4 separate regions of the Mus musculus genome follow, and all the other regions are linked to region 3. A link is a contact called in public HiChIP or PLAC-seq and promoter capture Hi-C data. All regions are on one chromosome and are shown on one strand. The core of a region is the stretch at or near the end of the contact, and the rest is flanking DNA. Distances in the headings are between cores, read along the strand shown.

The links. Promoter capture Hi-C pulls out the DNA fragments that hold promoters and counts their contacts. HiChIP or PLAC-seq counts read pairs in DNA pulled down with a chosen protein or histone mark.
Region 1: an H3K27ac HiChIP or PLAC-seq map of trophoblast stem cells shows a contact between it and region 3, with 4 times the contacts expected there. The contact joins the promoter of Gpat4 here to the enhancer-like site in region 3. A contact is called at or near these places in 9 of 39 promoter capture datasets (the 3T3-L1 cell line, cranial neural crest, embryonic stem cells and 4 more) and 5 of 115 datasets of contacts at active chromatin or transcription factors (astrocytes, embryonic forebrain, extraembryonic endoderm stem cells and 2 more).
Region 2: a promoter capture Hi-C map of embryonic stem cells shows a contact between it and region 3, with 4 times the contacts expected there. The contact joins the promoter of Gins4 here to the enhancer-like site in region 3. A contact is called at or near these places in 7 of 39 promoter capture datasets (the 3T3-L1 cell line, cranial neural crest, embryonic stem cells and 4 more), 4 of 115 datasets of contacts at active chromatin or transcription factors (astrocytes, embryonic fibroblasts, embryonic stem cells and 1 more) and 2 of 9 other capture datasets (embryonic stem cells and liver).
Region 4: a promoter capture Hi-C map of embryonic stem cells shows a contact between it and region 3, with 3 times the contacts expected there. The contact joins the promoter of Nkx6-3 here to the enhancer-like site in region 3. A contact is called at or near these places in 4 of 39 promoter capture datasets (the 3T3-L1 cell line, the C10 cell line and embryonic stem cells) and 3 of 115 datasets of contacts at active chromatin or transcription factors (embryonic stem cells and pancreatic cancer cells).

Annotation. Positions count from the first base shown.
Region 1 is chr8:23,206,675-23,209,884 of GRCm38.p6, reverse strand. It overlaps Gpat4 (glycerol-3-phosphate acyltransferase 4), which reads left to right and starts at 1,432. Exons shown (of 13, transcript NM_018743.4): 1 at 1,432-1,586.
Region 2 is chr8:23,235,860-23,239,412 of GRCm38.p6, reverse strand. Gins4 (GINS complex subunit 4 (Sld5 homolog)) reads left to right here and starts at 1,745. Exons shown (of 8, transcript NM_024240.6): 1 at 1,745-1,943; 2 at 2,314-2,433. The coding sequence starts at 2,338. Gm39141 (a long non-coding RNA gene) reads right to left here and starts at 1,633. Exons shown (of 3, transcript XR_870246.2): 1 at 1,545-1,633.
Region 3 is chr8:24,425,979-24,429,531 of GRCm38.p6, reverse strand. It overlaps Gm30757 (a long non-coding RNA gene), which reads left to right. Exons shown (of 3, transcript XR_001778533.1): 3 at 1-94. Among named protein-coding and RNA genes, the nearest start is that of Gm30757, 3.4 kb to the left of the region's middle. Within about 2 kb of position 1,816, at least 49 of the 459 cell types and tissues checked have an H3K27ac peak or open chromatin away from gene starts, as enhancers often do. A contact at or near this core is called in embryonic stem cells, liver and trophoblast stem cells, where this site is marked.
Region 4 is chr8:23,151,817-23,155,005 of GRCm38.p6, reverse strand. It overlaps Nkx6-3 (NK6 homeobox 3), which reads right to left and starts at 1,735. Exons shown (of 3, transcript NM_029002.2): 1 at 1,037-1,735. The coding sequence starts at 1,421.

The sequences.
Region 1 (3,210 bases), core at 183-2,682, 1.2 Mb after region 3:
GAAACCATGACTTTAAAAAATATTTTCCTGTAGTCATTCCTCAGCAGGTAAGCATTGTAAGTAAGCATCAAATTAGCACATTCAGGGGTTGCACTGTATTAGAATTCTTGATTTTAAAAACTGCTTCAGTTAATCTGCTCACAAAAATCTGTTAAATCATTTTTGGCTTGGGATTAGGGCAGAATCTCTAATAATTTCTGAAATGTTCATAAACTTACTAATATTGTTTTGTACAAGGTATTTGTGAAACGGTGTTCTCAGCATTGACAATTATAAAATTTAAAACGTTGGGAAACTTTATGTTTTATATCCTTTGGTATCAAATATTTAGCTGATTTCTTTATATTAAGAGTGGCAGCCGGGCAGTGGTGTCGCATGCCTTTAATCCCAGCATTTGGGAGGCAGAGGCAGGCGTTTTTCTGAGTTCAAGACCAGTCTAGTCTACTGAGTGAGTTCCAGGACAGCCAGCGAAAAAACCAAAAATAAAATAATAAATTAATAGAGTGGCAAACACATCCATCTCATTAATATGCAAATTTGCTTTAATAGTTAATATAGGAAAGCTACAAATACATAGCAAAAATGCTTTTAAATAAATTTATTATCATTAAATATGTCTTGTATTCCTGTTATAGTTACATACCTGGAGTTGTGTAAAAGTTTGTGAAGAAATCAACAAATGGAGGTTTAAGTCCTGAATTAGGGGAAAGGTTAGGTACTCTTGGAAGTATACAAAAGCAATAAACTCGGAGGCTGGGAATGTGGCTCAGCTGGTCGAGTGCTTCTTTTAGCATGCACGAGGCCCTGAGTTCCAGCCCCCAGCACTTTATAAAACTTGGGACGGTAGTTTATTCCAGCACTTCAGGAGGTGGAAGCAGTCGGTGCAGAAACTGAAGGTCATTGGGCAATTCGCAGTTTTTGAGGCAAGTCTGTATTACAAGACGTCCTGTCTTAAAAGGGGGTGGGGTGGGCCAAAGAGGCGTGTCCCCCATCCCTTCTTTCTCTTTCTTCCACTATAAAGGACCCACGTCAGCAAAACAAGCCTGTCTTTGAAGCTTCCAGTCTGAGGAGAGGTTAGTTAGAACTGTGGCTGGGTTGGAAAACTGCAGTTGGCCAACCAGCCAATTACGTTAAGAGAAGCTCCGGGATGCCCGGGTAGTGCTGGGATGGTGGCTAACGTTTCGTGGCCAGCCGGAACCGAATCTCACACAAAGTCCCACAAAGACTCAGTAAATGAACCTCGCCATGCCGGGTTCTCCCTCTCCCCGGGAACGATGCCTGTTCTGGACACAGCTCAGACAGGCCCCGGTTGGCTTTCAGAAAGCGACCTCGGCTCACGCTGGCGAGCATCAGTGCGAGGAGCGAGCATCGCCGGAGCCCCGCCCACCCTGGGGTCCTCCGGGAGACCGCGCAAGCGCGGTTGGGCGGGACTCGGGGGCGGGGATTGAGGGGAGTGGGGTCCACGTCCAGCGGCGTAGACAAAGACGGGCGGGCGTACGCACGCTCTTACGTACGCCTGGGCCGGCGGCGGGCAGGGCAGGGCGGGAGCGGCAGTCACCGAGGACTGGAGCCGAGCCTCACGGCCGGTGAGTTGGATGGACCTGGTCCTACCGGACGCCCCCGGCCCCGGGCGGGACGCGGGGTCGGCAGCCGCGGGCCGGGGTCCCGCCGGTGGGGCAGCCGCTGCCGGGCGGTCCGAGCTCCTTCACGCCCGCTTGCCCCACTCCTGTCCTTCGCCAGCCCCGCTCCTCTCCTCCCGGGCTAGCCCCGCTGTCCTCTTGCCGCCTCATCTCCTCTCCAGTCGCCCGGCTCCTTGCCGCTCGGCTCCTTGGCTCAGCCAGCCCCGCTGTCCTCATCCGGCCCTTTCTTTCCCTTCCCTCCTCTCCTCGGCCGCCCCGCTCCTCTCTCCCCGACCGGTTTCTCTCCTCCTCAACCGACCACGCTCCTCTCCGCAGGCCGCTCGCCGCCTCGGCCTGGTGTGGCCCGGAGCTGAGGAACGTGGCTGAGAACCCGGCGTTAGATCACGTGGAAACGGGTTTCCCCCCCAGAATCCGTCCTTTATCCCGTGCTGTGCTCACACTGTCTTCTTTTTCGGGTCTGCCCCCTCTCCCCCTTCCCGCATTGGAGAGTCCCAGTGTCCAGGTTTGCCCCCGGATAGGGGCAGCCCTGCTTGATGCTACATGACTTTCCTGAGCCACTAACTAGAACTGCCACTATTCCAGCCTTCTTCACACCCCAGACTCCCTTTCGCCTTGGTTCCATGCCCTCAGTGGTAGTAGCATCCTACCTGGAAGTTTGACTTATTTATTCACTTTCCATCTTACTTGGATATTACATTGGTGACTCACAGGTTGTAGAATAATCTATGTGAAATTGTCAGGCTTCGCGGACGTTAAGTTCCATCCCATACCCATCTCTTGCGTATTACCGGTAGATAGCCTTTGAAGAACTTTGGTTTCGCTCGTTTTCCTTAATTTGAGCAGAACTTTTAAGAGTCTCTGCAGAGTTAGCGTGTCTTCGAGATTGTATCGCAACCCCGTAAAGACAGGCATAAAAATCACTGCGACCAAAGACTATGGTCAAAACTGTAATCCTGCCTGCTAAATTATCCTTCCTCTTTCTGAGAGTAATTTTTCAGACCTATAATTTGGAGAATTTCAAATATGCAAAACCAGGAACGTATGCTCATTATTATATATGCTCAGTGACATCTGGGGTTAATCATGCAATATCTGCATCTTCATTTATTTTACTTCTTCTGTCTCAGGAAGAAACAAAAATTTAGCACTGGAGCGCGCGCCGTGTGTGTGTGTGTGTGTGTGTGTGTGTGTGTGTGTGTGTGTTGGAGGTTTGTGGTTTATTTAATTTTACCAATGAGCTGTATATCTCCCGTCTCCATGTTTTTGATAGACAGTGAGCCTTTACAAGTCAAAAGTAGCTTAAGTTTCAAAATGAAGATTGTAGCATTGCATAAAATCGTAATATGTTTTTGTTGAAAGGTACCCTATTATTAAAAGTTCTTCCTTGAGCTGAGGTGCTGGCTCTGAGTAAATGCTATATAAACATGAGGACCTGAGTTCAGATCCCCAGCATCCATGTAAAAAGCCAGACATGGCTCTCACCTGTAGTCTCACTGCTGGGAGGCAGAGACAAGAGGCTCCTGAGAGCCATTTGATAAGATTCTGGTTCAGTGATAGACTCTGTTCCAAT
Region 2 (3,553 bases), core at 496-2,995, 1.2 Mb after region 3:
AGCAGTCACAGGACTCTCTGTAGGTCACGCCGGAAGCTTGTGATGGAGCAGTTTCTAGAATGACAGCTGCCTACAGAATCTGCTGTAATACACCAAACAGCCAAGGCTTCTGGTTTCTGGTTCTTGTCTCAGAAAATACAACTTCATAACCAACCTCACTAAGCTAATTTCTTATCACTCTGGGCTACTCTACAGATGTAATTTATTTTATCTGTTCCATGCTTATTTGATAATAAAATATCAATCTAATGATATGTGGAACAAAATATAAGCATCCTGTTAGCAGATGAATATTAAAATGTTTACGCCACCAGGAGGCAGAGGTGGGTGGATCTTTATGAGTTTGAGGCTAATCTGCTCTACATAACAAGTTCCAGGTTCGTCAGAGTTACATGATGAGGCCCTGTATCAAATAAAAATAAATAATGAAAATTTTTTGTACGTCAGTGATAAACTGTAGAAAGAGATTTTGTTTTACTTAGTTGCTGGGGACTGGACCCAGGTTAAATGCTAAGATTGTACTGTACCACTGCACCACATTCCCCCGCTCCCATCTATACAAATCATTTTAATTTAAAAAATAGGTATAATACCAAGAATCTTTAGGCTACCACAAATTCAAATTTCCATAACTTTCTATTAGTCCTGTTATTTCTTTTTGTTGTTGTTGTGGTTTTGTTTTTGTTTTTCGAGATAGGGTTTCTCTGTGTAGCCTTGGCTGTCCTGGAACTCACTCTGTAGACCAGGCTGGCCTCAAACTCAGAAATCCACCTGCCTCTGCCTCCCAAGTGCTGGGCTTAGAGGCCTGTGCCACCACACCCGGCTCAATCCTCTGTTATTTCTTACTCTTTCAAGTAGTAATATGTCAGGATGCATAATTTATAGGTATATAAAACTATAAAAATTTGCAATCTGATTCCATCTCTGAAGCTAATTAGGAAGTTTGGCACTTAAAAAATATAAGGGGCTAGGGGCTGGAGAGATAGATAGCTCATTGGTTTAGAGCACTTGCTCTAAACCAGAGGACTGGAGTTTGGTTGTCGGTACCCATGTGGAACAGCTCATAACCACATGTTATGAGCTCCATCAGGATCCAGTGCATTCTTCTGTCCTCAGCTGGCACCACACTCATGTGCAAGCACACATACTAACATACATGAAAATAAGGAAATATATCTATAAAAATAATCTTAAGGGGGCTCAGTGGGTAACAGCACTTGCTATGCGATCGTGACCTGAGCATGTACCACATGCGTATATTGCATTCACACTCACTAAAAAGGTAGAATCCTAGAAAGTCAGTAGGCATTCTTTCATCACCAAAAAGAACAACTCAAATAACATTAGAGAACAACTCTGCGCAAAAAAAAAATGTAAAGGAAGGACAATGGAGTGAGTCTCTTAAATGTAGTTTCAACACACATATATGAATCTGTGAACAGGTTTGGCAATGGAACCAACCCACACACAGTAAATGTTAAAGGAAGGAAGGAACTGGGCCCTGTACCGATTCGCCACAAGACGGCGCTGCCTGGTTTCCTTACTGTGAGCCGAACGCCCCCACGTGGCCGTCCCGAGACGGTGCCACCCGGCACTTCACTCCCGGCCTCCTTCCCCGCCTTCCGGAAGTATGTTCTATAGCTCGGCAAGAGCCCGCCCCGGGGTAGGCGGGGCCAAGGGGCGTGTGTCCGCTTTCCCCTGGGCCTGATTGGTTAGTGCTCCCGCAGCGCGGAGACGTTTTCCTGTCGACGCTGTGTTTGGGGAAAGGAGCGCGGGAGCTGTACCGCTGCTGGTCGGGTCTGTGGGCCGCGGGCTTTCCGCGCGATCTCCGGCGCCCACCGCTCGGGGAGCCTCAGTCCGTGGTGTCCCCCGAGCGTGCCGGCTAGGAGAGAAGGGAAGAGGGATCCCTGAGCCGTGTAGCCGCTTTGAGTGCCAACTGCGAGGTGAGCGCTGGAGTGTCCAAGCGACCCCGGGTCAGTTGCAGCTGAGGACGCGATGTGCCGAGCACTTGACACGATGCACTTTTCTCATTTGAACCGAATGGGCTCCTGGGCCACTGAGGCAAAACGCTGCTCCTGGCGACGACAAGGAGCATTGCGGTTTAGTGTGGTATCTGCCCAGGTCCAGGCCCATGCAGCGGGAAAGATTAGGAGAGAAACCGACCAAGGGACTAAACCCAACACTGAAAAATCAGTCTCTGATTTCGCCATCCCTGGCCAGTGCACCCCCTTCAGCCCCAATAAACTTGTCCCTAAATGCCTTTTCTTGCAAGTAAGTGGGAGAAGCTTTTCAGGGTGTTGGTTTATTTTTCAGGTGTAGGTTCCCGGTTGAGAAACGATGACGGAGGTTCTGGATCTCCACGGACAGGACTCTGATGGGGGTAGTGAGGAGATGGTCCTAACTCCTGCAGAGCTCATTGAAAAGCTGGAGCAGGTAAGCACCCCAAATATGTCCCGTGTTCTTAGCTCTTAACTTACTCCAGGTGTGCAGTACCACGGCTCAGAAAATAAGGAAACAGAAGATTTGTTTCCAAAGAGCAGTGTTTGTAACATCTGCATAAAAATAGGAAGCCAGAAAGCAGGGCCTTCTTTAGGAGTCTCATCTTGTCAGTCTTCAAGGATGGCTAGTAAAAGTAGGCTTTGGACACATGTAGTAGAATGTTTCACAAAGCAATGCTCTGCTGTGCTATTTTGAGGACGTAAAGATGTGTGTGATCTGTAGAGAAGCATGCCATTTCTCTATAGTAGTCTCTTCCTCTGTTTCCTCCCCCATTGGAAGATATCTGCTCTAACAAGAAATTGCCATCCCTTTTGGTCATAATAGCAGTGATTATTTCTTGCATAGTTGTTGTTGTCGTCGTCGTCTTCTTCTTCTTCTTCTCCTTCTCCTTCTTTCTCCTTCTCCTTCTCCTTCTCCTTCTTCTTCTTCTTCTTCTTCTTCTTCCCCTCCTCCTTCTTTTCCTCCTCCTCCTCCTCCTCCTCCTCCTTCAATAATATCTTCTCATGAACCTCGGGTAGTTTAGGAATTCTGAACATGCTTGGGGTTTTTTAGGTTTTGTTTTTGCTTTTTGTTTGTTTGTTTTAAGTTTGTTTTTGAGATAGGGCCTCACTATGCATCACTGGCCGGTCTTGAACTCTCAGAGTTCACCTGCCTCTGCCCTCTGTGTGCTGGCAGTAAAAGCATGCACTGTGTTGCCCTATAAGTTCTGGGACATTCATGGCGTATACTATTGAGTGTTCTTTAGAGGACAGTTGACCATGGGTACCCACCTCCAGTGGATACCTCTACAACATAGCCCCTACAACCAAGGCTCAGGGAACGCCAAAGAAGAGAGAGCAGGAAGAGACAGAGGACCAGGACATCTGCTGCAGGGTTATCCTCTCTATATGTCAGGGAGGCTGTGCCCATGAGAGCTCAGGAATATTGCTGCTTAGACAGGACCCAAACAATGAATGACAATGGCATTCCAACACGGATGGGGAACCTCACAAGGCCCCACCCCTAAGTGAGCTGCAGACGAATAACGACAGCTGAGAGAGGAAGATTATTAGTC
Region 3 (3,553 bases), core at 567-3,066:
AACCAAGCTTTGATTTTACTTTGGGGGAAATGTAATATTTGTATAATTTCTTTATAGTATATCTTATATATACACATACACACACACACACACACACACACACATATATATATATCATACTGTGTTATCCTAAATAATCATTTAGTAAGATAACTTGGTTAAAATAAATCAGTTAGTTAATTGTTGAACATTATATAGGCAAAATGGCAATTGGAATATCTGATTTTTTGGCTTAAAGCTTCTTACAGTCATGAACAAGTGTCTTTTTCTTTCACATTTGAAGATCTAGTCTAGAATGTAAATTTTTTTTTATTCCTGAAAGATATCAATGGGTCTATATCTATGGATTTCAAATCTGCTTCCTCTCACCCATCTCTTTACATTAGTTTCTTGTTTTTTGAAACAGGTGTAAAAGGATTGAGTTTTACTTTGAATTTTCGCTGTTGCTTTCAGAAAGCTCTGTGAAAACACAGGGCAAATGAGGTGCAGTGGCTGCTTGGGCCAGCCTGAGCTGTATCTGATAGAGAGCCCTGCAGCTAAGCTAAGAAAGAGCAGGATCCCAAGATTCTGGGGACTGCAGCTTGACTCGGGAAGACAATCACGCTAACACAACACACCATCTGTAATATAAAACAGTGACTCCTGATTTACTAATTAATGGGAGAAACTGAACCACTAAAAATCAGGGTGAAATAAAGTGGAGGGGAAGGGAGACGGAGAGACCTGAGGGCGTTCACCCTACCTTGGCAAGCTCTGAAGGACTTTGCACAGCAGAGCTTCCCTCCTGACCCCTGAGACATACAGACATCACATGTACCAGATCAATCCAACACGTAGTAGCTGGAGGCGAACACTACTGTGCTTAGTACAAACTCCGTGTTTGCCTGAGTGCTTTCTTCTGATCTGGGTCAGTGTCACTGTCTGCTGGCTCTCTGGTGCCTCTGTGGTCAGCTGGTAGCTGGATGACTTATGGTGACCTCTTTCAGACACTTGGTCATGATGTCTTGATTTCTACCTTTTTATTTTTTATAATTTTTAAATTTTGGTCTCAGATTAGCGTTTGGTGCTCACCCACAGCACTGCCATCTACACATCACTTGGCTTCTTCCTCCTTGTCTGGCTCATTGCTGGATCCTCTGTGAGATTAACTCCTTACCATGCATACTCTGAATAACTCACCCTACAGCTCTAGGAATCCAGGCCTTCCCCAAGAAAAGACATTAGATTAGTTGGTGAAACTCCCATCATTCATTTGGGGATTTTAAACTCACCTCATGGCTAACTGACGCAGTTCTCAACCTTCTGCCTTTATGCCTAGATCATCCTTCCATAATACGAGCATAGACTTAATGCGTGTATAGACTGAAGCAGTGTTCAGAAAGCGTCTATTAAAAAACAGGTAAAGACTTCCCTCCTGTCCTCACACATCTGTGCCAGCAGCAATGCAGTTAGCAAGTTTCAGCAGGTTTCTGAACAACTGTACTGTCTCTGTGTCGTTCTCCATATGGAAAGTGTAGGTGGTGTCACCTGACCTCCGAACTTGTTCCCTTGTTAACCTCCTGAAAAGGTTTTAAAATTAACTGCCTGTTCTGTTCTAGGGGACTGCAGGTCTGCCGCGGGGCTGGCCTAGGGGAGACAGACTGACTCAGGACAAAGAATTAATGGAAGCTCACGGCTCCTGTGAGCAGGAAATGCCTTGATAGGCCCTTTCCTCTTTTTGTTACATGAAGAACCTTGACAATAGGCTCCACCTTGGGCAGCTGCGGTGATGAGCGCAGCACATTTTCTGCGTCAGACTTGGAGTCTGCCCCGGGGAGTGCTCAGGAAGGTCCAGTTACAATGTCTGGGTCTGTCCTTGAGCTTCTCTATGCTGTGTGGAGGGTGGAGGCTGCAGCCTGAAGGCGGACGAGGAACCCTTTGGCACACGGTTCAGGAAGTCCATCTGCTGCCGTTGTTCCTCTGACCTTTTGCTAGAACCCTCCCTAAACTGGAAAGAAACTACCAGAAATAAGCTAAAGCCAAACCAAGGAAGGCTCTATCATCAAAAAACAAGTCAAATTAGCAAATACTAGGCAACTATCACTTTTTAAAAAAGTGATTAGGTATAATATCAGGACTATACAGGATGATTTATAATTTCATTTAACCTTTACAACACTCCTGGCAGGCAAGTATTGTCATCTCCATTTTGATGAGGAGGAGACCAAGGCTCACTGAGGCTCACCAGCCTTTCTGAATGAAGCCTATCTGATTTTATTAGAAAGTTCATACAAGTCAAGGATTCCATCACAAAATCTCATCACTACCCCAGACGAATCCCAAATCCTGGTATTTATCATGTTTTATTCTCCATTTCTGTATTGAGTGTCTAAGAGACTCGTAGACAGGTGGGGATAAAGGGGGCTGGCTTCAACGGTCTAGCTCCATTCTGTGTGACATTGTATGAGTTACCTGACTTGGGCCAGCCAGCCCTTCTGTGACACAAGGAACAAGACTTAAGTGGAATTTCTCTTGTTCCTATATTACAACAGAATCCATAAACGGTGTGTGGACTTTGTGGCCATTTGGGTAGCTACAATAAAACAGTAACAGGAGTGGTAAGTAGGTGTCACCAAGTACACCAAGAAAGTAGACTCCTTGTCCACTCTAGGTAGACAACGTGCAGAACAGCATGGCGGTTATTTAAAAGCTTTGCTATAGAATGACCATATGGCTCAGCAATCCAACTTTTGGTTTTGCACCCTGAGAACTGAGAGCAGAGGCTGAGCATTTGTTAGTGTGTGCATGAGTGCACATACACATACACACACACACACACACACACACACACACACACACATGCACACACATACACACACATACACACATGCACACACATGCACACACATATACACATGCACACATGCACACATATATACACATATACATACACACACACATACACACACATACACACATGCACACACATACATATACATACACACATGCACACACATGCACACACATATACACATGCACACATGCACACATATACACACATACACACATATACACACATACACACACATACACACATATACATACACACATGCACACACATACATACACATACACACATGCACACACATCAGAGGCTGAGCATTTGTTAGTGTGTGCATGAGTGCACATACACATACACACACACACACATACACACACACACACACACACACTTATTATCATACATTAGCCAAAGATAAGGGCAGTACACACATCATGGATCAATGAATTCCAAAGACTTATACATACAACTGAACTGTGATTCTGCCTTAGCATTCCGACACGCAGCAGACCTGGGTGAGTCCTGAAGATACCATACTGAGGGAAATAAGTCAACCATAAAAGGCAAACCCTGCTGTGTCCCATTGGCCTGAGTAAAGCATACAGAGGCAGGAACCTCAGTTTGGGACTGAAAGGAAGTGCAGAGGTGAATGGCTCTGGAGCTGCATTTTAGAAAGAGAAGCTTTGAAGTTAGATGACGATCGATATGAACATGATCATGCTTTGTGTCACT
Region 4 (3,189 bases), core at 486-2,985, 1.3 Mb after region 3:
CTTGTGTTAAACTGACCACTGTTTTTCCTGGCTATTTTCTAGTGTGTGTATGCATTCAAGATGGAGGGGTGGGTCAGGATGGGGGAGTGTAGGGTGGAGGTGTGGGAGAGACAGCATGAGCTTATAGTACCCCAAACTATAGGTCCCAAGAGATGAGGAAGGTGACTGTCATTCAGGCACAGACATGGAGGACAAGAGTTTTGAGGGTTTCCATCATTGATTCCAAATCCCTTATGCAGTGTGGGAGATAGAGATTAAACAGAAGGAGAGGGGGCTTTGCCTCTGTCCCTGACACATGTTTATCTCACCCGGAGCTTTAGTGGCTCAAGGAGAACCCTGGAAGTCACTGCCACTCTCTCCCAGTATGCCCCACTGGCACATGCCCCGGGCACTTCCTGGATCCCTGATTGGCATAATACCCACCCCCTCCACTCCAGTTCTCAGAAACCTGAGTCTCAGGGATGGGTGGGGTAAGCCCCCCCCCCCCCCGCCCCGCTCCCTAGCAGTCAGGGCCAAGGTCATCTTAGCGCTCTGGTTCTGCCATTGCTGACATGAACGGGGGAACAGGAAGGTGGGTGATGGGCCCTGGATGGGACCCCAGTGGGTTTTTGGAACAATCCTATATAACATTGGGCTCTTAGGGATACGATACTAAATTCATTAAGTTTTCTTCACCAGGGTAGCACTGTGCCTCACTGTGTGAAGGGGCGCCATGTCTCCGGGCAGAAGCGAACTTAAGCTACGTGCTGCATATGGTGGGATGGACTGTGATCGTGGGGCCTGGAGAACCCAAGGTCCCTTGAAGGGCAAGAAGTGACTGTGGGTCCAGACACCTGTGCTAGGTAGAAGTAGGGAGGAGGGAGAAGGGTGGGGTTCAGTTCTGCTGTGAGCTGAGAAAAGGGACCAGGAATTGGCAGGGCTGTGTAATAGCGGCTGAGGTTAGGTAGGTCGCGTGCAGCCCGGCCTTTAAAAGACCCCCCCCCTCCTGCCTTCTCCCCGGGACAGGTTGGGCTGGGGGTGAAGGCCCTGTACTCACTGTTGCTGCATGGCCGAGCGCTGCCTCTCCAGTCCTGGCCTGTGTCTGCCCAGCAGTTCCGGGTCCGGGTCGGGTACTCATTTCCAGCCTTGGAAAAGCTCCCCACCTGGGGGCCATAGTAGACGCCCTGGGAGCTGAGTCCACCAAAGCCTGCCACGTGGGGGTAGCCAGAGAGGAGGCTGCTGTTCGGGGTGGCAACCGGTCTGCTCAGGATGTCAGTGATTCCATGGGGAGTCCCAGCCGCCAGCTGGGGGCCAAGTCCCGGAGGGCTGAGCTTGTAGAAAGAGTTCTGCACCGAGTACTGGCACATGGGAGCCTTCATTTCTGAGAACTGGGCCAGCTGTGTGTTGTTCAGGAGGAAGGTCCCCTGCAGGTTGGACTCCATGGTCTCCAGGTCAGCGAATCGGTGGTCCAGGAACCCTTAAAGGCCAGCACTTCAAATGGTGGCCCAGAACCTCATGACAGGTTTGGAGAATCAGAGCCCCCCATCCCACCCCGAGCCTCAGACTGCCCTCTGGCTCGGCCCTTCCTCAGAGATGGGGCACCTACGTCAGCCCTCTGGCAAGTCAGGTGTCCAGAGAAGGTGGGCGGCCTTCCTCTTTCCCTCTCTGCCCGCTGGGCCTAAGGAGGGGTGCTTTCCATACTCAGAGCACCCGGTTTCTCTGCCTCTGAGTCTGGGGGCCCTCCATCAGAAGTTTTAAGTTCAGAGAGGGGACATTTCCTTGATAAAGATATGGCCCATTAGAATACAGACCTGAGACTGGCTGAGCTGCAAGCGCTGTGTCGCCATTGGTTGGAGACCACATGGGCCTCACATTGGCTTCTCCTAGACAAATTGCACTTTGAAAGATTGACTGTAAATCAGCCAGTCCGTGTGTGTGTGTGTGTGTGTGTGTGTGTGCATGTGTGTGTGCTCATGTGCGTGTGTGAAAGAATTAGCTCTAGGCGCCCTGAGCCTGGTCACAGGCTCCATTTGCTTACCCAAGTCCAGTATCTAAGAAAAGGTGGGCGCCTGGAGGTAGGGACTGGAGGCTCCTGCGGAAGTCAGAGAGAGAGAGAGAGAGAGAGAGAGAGAGGCTCAGAGGTCACAGTCCCAAGCTGCCCCTGTCGGAATGAATGTGACGCTTTGAGGTAACATACAGCTGCTTCCCTTTCTCCTGGGTAAGTGGGGAGACTGAGCAATCACTATTCTCTGGGGGAATGCAAGTCTCTGGCCTTGAGACCACGGGGTGGGAAACGTCTTGCTTAGGGAGTGGGCCGTGGAACAGCTCTGGGAGTTGCAGGGGTGTGGGGGGTCAGAAGGCATTCCACTGAAGAATGGTGGTTCCTGTTTCTCCCAGCCAGCCTTTCTTGGTCTCTTGAGTAGTCTGGCTGGCTGTGTCCTGGGTGAAGTCTCTTTCTCTCCTGTGAGCAGCCCTGGGCTCCTGAGGCAGAGACCTAAGCAGGGCAGTCGGGCTGAGGCTTGGGGCTACACTGACTATAAGGACGCCACCATTCGCTTTGTTTCTGAGGAATTTTTGCAATCTGATGATTCTTGTGGGTACCGTCTCTCAGTTGATAACGGGGAAACAGAGGCACAGAGGAATCAGGGCTTGCCTGCCAGGCTAGTCTCTAAATTCTTTCCTGAAGTCACCTGAAGTGTGAAATGGCAGGTGCAAGGTGATTGGCTATCTAAATGACTTCTTCCTGACCAGGCCACTGGGGCTTTGGGGAACACACTGTCTTGTGTTTGGAGGGATCTGTGTTTTCACAGGTGAGAGACAGAGCCTTTTCTTTGTTAGCTTTGTTTGAGGCAGAGGTCTGAGGTAGAGAAAGCTGGCTTGCTGTGGAGAATTTGACTGTAATGTAAGCAATACTTTCCGTGCCATGGGTGATTTAGGTGAGGATCAGATAGAAAAGCTTTTACGCAGGGCAAGATGACCTTCCTACAGGTTGGGCTATTTTTTTGAAGACCTTTAAAATTAAGAGTCTCAGTGTGTGTGTGTGTGCGCTCTCTCTCTCTCTCTCTCTCTCTCTCTCTCTCTCTCTCTCTCTCTCTCTCTTTCTCTCTCTCTCTCCATCCAAGAAGTCTAGAAAAGGATGATGAATCCCTTGAGGCTGGAGTTACAGGCAATTATGAGCCCTTGACAGGAACCAAACTCAGATTTCTTGGT